Regions from separate parts of the Mus musculus genome. Here region 1 is linked to region 2. The links are chromatin contacts, called in public capture Hi-C maps. All regions are on one chromosome and are shown on one strand. Each heading gives the region's core, a stretch centred on a gene start, on an enhancer-like site or on the middle of the called end of the contact. The rest is flanking DNA. Distances are from core to core; before and after follow the strand shown. Region 1 overlaps Sulf1 (sulfatase 1). Region 2 overlaps A830018L16Rik (RIKEN cDNA A830018L16 gene).

Evidence for each region. Capture Hi-C pulls out chosen DNA fragments and counts their contacts.
Region 1: a capture Hi-C map of embryonic stem cells shows a contact between it and region 2, with 9 times the contacts expected there. The contact joins two enhancer-like sites. A contact is called at or near these places in 13 of 484 Hi-C or Micro-C datasets (adipose-derived mesenchymal stem cells, cerebral cortex, cochlea and 7 more), 1 of 115 datasets of contacts at active chromatin or transcription factors (embryonic stem cells) and 1 of 9 other capture datasets (embryonic stem cells).

What each region holds. Positions count from the first base shown.
Region 1 is chr1:12,833,786-12,837,610 of GRCm38.p6, reverse strand. Sulf1 (sulfatase 1) reads right to left here. Exons shown (of 22, transcript NM_001198565.1): 13 at 1,282-1,498. Among named protein-coding and RNA genes, the nearest start is that of Sulf1, 140 kb to the right of the region's middle. Within about 2 kb of position 1,425, at least 78 of the 459 cell types and tissues checked have an H3K27ac peak or open chromatin away from gene starts, as enhancers often do. A contact at or near this core is called in embryonic stem cells, where this site is marked.
Region 2 is chr1:11,563,022-11,567,002 of GRCm38.p6, reverse strand. All of the region lies in intron 5 of A830018L16Rik (RIKEN cDNA A830018L16 gene), which reads right to left. Among named protein-coding and RNA genes, the nearest start is that of A830018L16Rik, 150 kb to the right of the region's middle. Within about 2 kb of position 1,967, at least 5 of the 459 cell types and tissues checked have an H3K27ac peak or open chromatin away from gene starts, as enhancers often do. A contact at or near this core is called in embryonic stem cells, where this site is marked.

The DNA.
Region 1 (3,825 bases), core at 176-2,675, 1.3 Mb before region 2:
GCTCTGACCTCGGCTTTCATGCTTGGGCTTTGCCAAGCACACTTCTCTGGAATCTTGTCTTCAGCTTCCTAAGTCACGAAGAAGAGTCACAGAGACGAGGGAATCGCAACTGTCAGCCTTCCTACAGGGGAGCTTGGTCCCTATAGGACCCCTTACTTTCCAGGTGCAGTAGTGGCTGCCATGACAGACGACGACTTGCACCACTATCACCTCAGGAAAAGAGGAAACCTGCTCCTGTTGTAGGATGCAGTTTGAAAACTTTCTGGCAGGGGACAGTGTTCCTGCTGCTAAGTGGGATGCTTGTATCAGGGGGCCTTGTAACCTTATTAATTCTAGCTGTGATTTTTCTTATGAGGTTTAAGTGTGAAATTTCCTTCCAGGAGGAAAGACAATCCCGTAACTCTGTGTACTGGCTATAAACCACTTTAAGAACCAGTGAAGACCAGTCCACCTAGATAAGGAATTCATGGCCCTCTAGTCTATTCTGTTCAGCACAAAAATGTCGCTTTAAGGAACTCTGAGTCTCTTAAGTGTTTTGTGTCCAATTAAACAGAACTTATTTGTTTCCAGACATAGAATGTGCACAGATTTGAGCCACTTCTCTAATATGCCACGAGGTGGCAGTAGACTATCATTCTTCAGTAGATGTTCCTCCTGTTTTCTGTAGTCTGTATCAATCAGTTACCTGAGAGTTTTTACTAAAAAAAAAAAAAAGAAACAAAAAACCTGTAGGCAGTAAGGATATGCTGTACTGAGTTCAACTAATTTGATACTGCCACTCAACAAGATACAAGCGTCTGACAACATTTAAAGATACAGTCTAAAACATGAAAAATATGCGTTTAAAAACTGCTCATGTCTTTCCTCTAAGGTTAAACACACATGAACTGATTGATACCTAAAATTTAACTTTTAAATCAAGTTAAGGCAGGCATATTAGAGCATTACCATGAAGGTAAAGTCAGATGGCTCTAACCCTCCCCCACTGGTCCCGAGGGACACCCGCTGCGTGTGTGGATGCCCTGGTCCCTAGGAAGTTACTAAGTGGATTTTTATTCTATACTAAGTGAAAATGCTCGCAAAGTAAAATTTCTAGCTGATCTTTGCTATCTTACTTTAAACTGAGCAATGATTTTTGCTTTTATCCTGAAATCTAGGCACCGAGAACATCTCATTTGTGTGTGAATCACGGGGGAGGTTGTCTTGAAAAGGGATCCTCCTGCCGCTGTATGTGTGTGGGGTGTGGGGGGGGGCTGGGGGGGGTCACAAGGTTGAGCTTACTTGGTGTTCCCTTGTTCCTCAGGAACTGCCTTTGATTCTTTCTCTGGCTTCTGCTCGAGCGATAGCCAGAGTCCCTACAATGGCACTCTTTGTCTTTGTCATGCAATCCGCGAGAGTAGAGGTTGCGTGCATTCTGACGGACCGTGAGCAGGTCGCTGGGTCCCTTACACTTGTGGATTCGGAGCTTGCCGGATGTGTCCTCGATGCACTGCCAGTTCTGCAAGAGCCAGCGGGAAGCAGTTGGCGATGCTGAGCCAGTTGTTATTTACAAAGCACCCTAGCAGTAGCTAGGTGTCCGTCAGTCCGGTCCCCCATCATCACCTCCCCCCTCCCCCACCCCTGCCCCGTCCCTCACTGCTAATTCCATTAAGGAGCATAAATGAAAGGGGACTGGCTTTTAAGTGACCCTGCAGTAACTGCTCAGTTCTATTTCGTTTGTGGCAGGCACATACAGATGACAAATCATTGGGAATCAGAACTGCCTCGATGACACTGGCGCTGATAAATGAATCCTCCGCCCCCAGACTAAACAGTCTTGAATGAACCGTGTTAAAACCCTTAGTGTCCCAACACGGAGCCAGCTGTCAGCGCTGCTTCCACCAGGACCCCAAACTGCCCCATTTGTTCTGGAAAAACAAACTTGCCTGCTTTGTTCTCTGCCTCTTGGTTTCTAAAGTGAGCCTGGGCAGAGTGGCAGAGGAGCAAGACGGAGAGGAATTTAATTTGAGGCCATTACCGGCAAAGCCAACTCTGGGTATCCCAGACATTGGCAAACTCATCGTGTTTTCTTTTGATTTTCCTTCTTCTCCTACAAACTCTTCACGCCCGCAGCATGTGGTGGGTCCCAGGGAGACTGATTCGACCTTCCCAGAAAATGCGCTCTGCGGGGGTGGTAGTGGGGGTCGCATTGGGGTTCCTAGTTCCTGTTTTGTCCACAGCTGTGGGAATGCAGCAAGTTCACAGTTCTGGTTCCAACAATGTCTTTTCACCCCGGGAGGCCTCTCAGAAGCCCCTCTCCATTCGAAAGGCCCAATAACTTCTTTACATTTCAGTTTTTCTCTTACAAGCCCTAAAGGACTCACTGGTCAGTAGGAAGAATCCTGGCCTTCATTTGAAGCTATGTTAGCAAGACAACAGAGTGAGCCTGGATAAGGACTAGCACTGTTAAATGTATCCTTTTCTCCCTCCCATATACAAGTGTCGCCTGTGTGCTATTATTGTGTGTATTTCAATGCATAGGTTTCTAAGCTGACACCAGCACAATATACGTATGCTCTAAATATCCATGCGGGCTGAGCCACACATAATTTCAGATAAGTCCTGTCTTGGTGGTAAGGACTTTAATCCTAGCACTTGGGAAGTAGAGGTAGGCGGATCTCTGAGTTCAAGGCCAGACCAGTCTACAGAGTAAGTTTCAGAACAGCCAGGCCTACACAGAGAAAACCTGTCTCAAAAACCTAAAGAAGTCATGTGTGAATAGGATACCCACTCTAGTAGTGTCTATGAGTAGCTCATATCTCCCACTGGTAAGCCAATACCACCAGGAGGCGTCTCTGATGTAAAAAAGCTTGGCCAAGCAATGTGATGGTTCTGTCAGCAGATAAATCAAATGCATAGTAAATCATGGGCAAGCCTTCGCCGTGAGCAAGGGCTCTGCGGTTAACATCCATTTTCATCAAGAGAGCCGCATGCCTGTGCTATATGTATAATTATCAGAGCAGCATTGGGGCTTTCGACCCCACGCCCTGAGCATCTAGAACTCACGCTATGGTCCCACCTGAGCCTCCACACCTCTGCTGTTTCCAAATGATTATTTCAAGCCATGTTACATTCGTCTCTTTTCAGGCTTGGCCTGAAGTGCCTTGAACCTTCAAGGTCTTCACACAGAAGAGCAGGTTGCTGAAGAAAAGGCAGCTAACTACCAAGCCACGTCAGGAAAAGGCAACACAGACCACAGCAATGTGAGGACCAAGCTGCAGAAGATTAAGTAGAGGCTAGCGAGGAGGCTCAGTGACTAAGCACTTTCTGCTCTTCTAGCACATCCAGGGTCAGTTCCCAGCATCCATCTGGACCAGGCAGCTCACATCCACCAGGACCTCCAGTCTCAGGGAATCTAACACTCAGATAAACCAATAAATCTGGTAGCTGATGCCTGTATTCTCAGCACTCAAGAAGCTGAGACAAGTCTGGAGGCAGCTTGGACTGTAAGACTCTATCTCAAACAAACAAACAAACAAACAAACATATGAATAAATTTGTTTAGGCCCAACTCAGCCGTGTCACAAAGTTGGGAATGAGTCCCAACTTTGACTAGATACTGGCACTTGTGATTAGAATCCTACGTGATTTTAATGTCTTTCATGGACCTCTTTGCAGCTGGAATCTTTGCTGGGGAAATCGGCAGAAGGAAAATATTTCAGTCTCAATAGCTCAGGTGTTTGAGTCTTTGAAAAGGATACAGACATTTGGGGTTTGTGTACATGGAAAGATGTGTCTAAAAATGTGCAGATGTAGTTGGTTCAAAAATGATTATGGCAGGACGAA
Region 2 (3,981 bases), core at 718-3,217:
TCCCCAAACTGATGCTTTGCTTTCATCTTGTGGGTGGTGGTGACAGTGAGACACACAGTTTCCTTGTGTGGAGGAAAAGCACAGAAACTCGGTGCCACACTGTGGGAGGTCTATCATTTGGTGCCACACTGTGTGGGAGGTCCGTGCTTTCCTCATGTTCTATTCCCTTTGAAAGTTTTTTTCATACATATTTTTAATATTTCATACTTTCAATATTTAGCTGTGCTTATAAATTTGTTTTCAAGGGGAAATTCATGTCATTTTTAAAATAGTTGCCATCTAAATGAGGGACAATGAACCAGCATTTGTAAACAATTCCTTGCAGGAGCAGGACATGGTACATATTTCTGAAATGAAAGACTCAAGAGTCAGTCCCATGCTGATTGATATGGGTGGTTTCTTCTTTTCTGATGAAAAAATACAGATACACATAGTGTCTGATCAGAAGGCACATTTCCATGAAGTCACTGTGTGCTCTTAGGCATATTCAAGAATGACTTAGGAAGGCTAGACGGTCGGCCAGGAACATGAAAATAAACAGACTTTACCACCTAGAGGCATTGTCTTTTTGACCCCACTTACTCCTCTAGACTTTGGTGAGTACAGTGTAGCATCTGAACAGCAAAGCGGAAAATTAAGCATGAAGTACAGATGTGAGGCATAAGACCGAGAATGAATTCTAGCCTTGGGCATAGGTACGTAGTTTGGCAGGCCGCAGAAGTTCTAGGAAAAACTTCCAGGCAGATTCTGCCCGTTTCCTCTGCTGACTCATCTTAAGTAAAACATCCTAGCATCAGAGACTGAGAAAGCAGTTGATCTGGGTGCTTTTTCCAAGTGAAAAGTATAAAATGTGAGGGAGGCAAGAAAAGTAAGAGAAGCTAGAAGGGCCACAGCTTAGTTGCTAGAGGGCTTGAATGCCAGGATCCTAGCACACACAAACCAGCTTTAGTAATGCATATCTGCATTTCTAGGGCTAGGACTGTGGATGTGAGTGGATCAGAAAGCCAAGGTTTTACACAGCTTAATAGAGTGAGTTCAAAGCTATCCTGGCCTATGTGAACCTAGTATCAGTACAGACAGACAGACACACAGACAGACAGACAGTGAGATATGTATTTAGATTCCAGAAGGCATACCTGAACAGGACTGGTTTCTCAAAGTTTTGTAGTATTTCTTTTTTACGGGAAAGGATTTCTAATATATGTACACATACTATGTGTGTGAATGTACTTATGGGTGGAAAAGAAGGCATGGATTTGAAGGAGAGTGGAGAAGATTATATGGGAGGAATTCAAGGAAGCAAAGGAAAGGTAGAAACATTATGATTATATTAGAAATTCTTTCCCCTAAAAAAGAACTACTATAAAATTTTAAAAAATAATAAAATAAAAATAAAAAGTCTTGTATTTACAGGTGTCTGAACTTGGATCTTTTTTAGGTCAAGAAAATTCAAAACTGTGAGTTTTATGGCCACACGGGGGTGCTGCGGGACAGTGATGCTTCCGCGCGACTGGCAGAGGGTCTGGGTCTTCTTGAAAGCCTGGGATCCTCTACCCTCTCCTTGAACATCAAATATGAACGGCATCAAGATGAAAGTCATCAAGATTTTGTTCACTGACAAAAAATCTTTTTAAATATCTTTTCAAAAAGAAAAATTACTGTTTCCCTCAATTGAAATAAACATTGTAAATTTTCATGAAGTTTTCAGAAACAAGTATTAGATTAAGTGACTAAAATGAGCACTGTTGTGTAGATTTGTGGATTGGACTACCGTTCCCTGCCTCCTCGCCCAGTACTGAGAAGAAAGCGTGTGGGAAGGGATGTACATTGGAGGTGGAAGGCATCTGAGCACGTGTCAAGGCAGACCTAAGTCACTCTCGTGATATCCAAATCCATTTCAGTGAAGATACAACCAGTGCAGGGCTGGACCTGAACCAGTTGGTTGCCCACATGTGGATCCAGGTCCTCTATCTGAGCTGCCTTGCCTGGCTTCAGTGAGAGGATGGGGGTTGGGGAGGGGAGTGTTTGTTACATCAGAGGGGAAGGCTATCTCTTCTCAGAGAAGGGAAGGGGAGCTGTGTGAGGGCTACTGGGAGGAGGGGGCTGATATTGATATGTGAAGTAAATTGATAAATTAATTTAAAAGAGATTAATAAGAGAGAGGGGAGTCCTTGAGCTCATCAATAAAGTACAACAATTTCACCGTTACTCAGGAGGAGGGGAGGTGGGACAGTCAGTGAAAGCTCCACAAGTTCTTAGTTACAGGTCAGGTGTCCAGGTTGTATAGGGGAGCTTAGAGGGGAAAAAAGGCAGGGATCTGCAAGAGCAGGCCACAGTATTTAAGTTTTTGCAAATTGTGAACATTTTTCATGACCTAGGAAAGCAAGGAATGAGGGAGGAGAGAGGGAGGGAGAGAGAGAGAAGGAAGGGGAGGGGGAAGGAGAGGGAGAGGGGGGAAAGGGGGAGGGGGACTGGGAGAGGGAGAGGGAAGGAGAGAGGGGGAGAGGGAGGGAAGGGGAGAGGGAGAGAGGAAGAGAGGGAGAGAGGGAGGGAGAATGACAGACAGATGGAGGGAGGGAAGGAGGGAGAGAGAGAGAGTAGAAATGATGTACAAAGGTGGGAGAGTGCAGCTGGCTCTCCCTCCACTTGCTGTTCTCCATACATAGCTATTCAACTAGGTTTAAAACTAGGTTTAAAACACCATGATGGTTACTGACAGAAACCTTGTCAAAGAGTATATCCAGACTTTTGGGCTTTTTTTTTTTAAGCGACTCAGACATACATTTTAAAAATATCAAAGTTGTATTACTATTTGGTATGAACAATACCATTTGTACTTTTGTACTGTTCTTTGCTATTTTTACATGTAGTGATGTATATCGTCTCAATCTGTGCAGCCTTTTATCAATGATGGCTCTCTCCCTGTCATCCACTTCTAACTACATTTCTAATGCCAGATTTCTTCCATCCATAGGTGAAAATTGTAGTATATTAAATGAAGACAAGGATAGGAGAATTCAGCAGCTTTCAACTGTTCTCAGTATAAAAGAGGTTTATAGGATGCAAAGACCTCTTCTTCGGTAATATTTTGTTTTGGAAAATAAGGTATTTTTCATTGATATGTTGTTTTGAAAATGCAACAACTTTACTTAATACCATTTAAAAATAACAAACACATAAAATTTTATCTGTTTGAATTTCTCACATGGCAAATATTGCCAGATGGAATGTGCATGAAGTCAACGTCTTTAGTGACCTCTGCAATACTGATGAGCTATAAGGGTCCTTCGACTAAAAGACATTGAAAACTTAGATCCAGATGACTCACAAGCATGTTGTTTGAAACAGATCTGCTCTGTGAGCACCAACTGTACAAACATGTTTAATAGACAGTTCAAAATGAATTCACACAAAGAGAACTCTTCATAACAGCCCAACTGTTCCCAACTGTTTCCTGGTCACTGCAGTTTGAGTAGAAGCCAAATTTCACAACTCAGGAGTCACTGCCTGACTTCTGTGACTGCAGAGCCCCCAAGAGCGGTGAGTGCTACAGGTGTTACTGCGAGGATATATATCCAATCTATGTATCGCTGTTCACACTGCTCCCATTGGGGATATATATCTAATCTACATATCTCTGTTCACACTACTCCCATCACCCCGGCAGGCAACTGTCACAGTGCTTCAGACTAAACCAAGCAAACAAAAATCATTAATGAGGAAGGGTAGAGGTAAAAAATGTCAAGTTCCTTCCATATCGTTACCATCATGGTTAGCACCATCATCATCATCACTATGGTTACCACCATCAACATTGCCATCATCAGAATAGTCATCATTATCATCATCACCATTATCATCATCATTTTTCATTAAGAATTATCAAAGTGTTAACATATTATAACCAAATAAACTATCTTGGGACATTTTGTATGTTTCAGAAAAAATAATTGAGAGGTGGGTTCAAACTTAAGTCCTGCA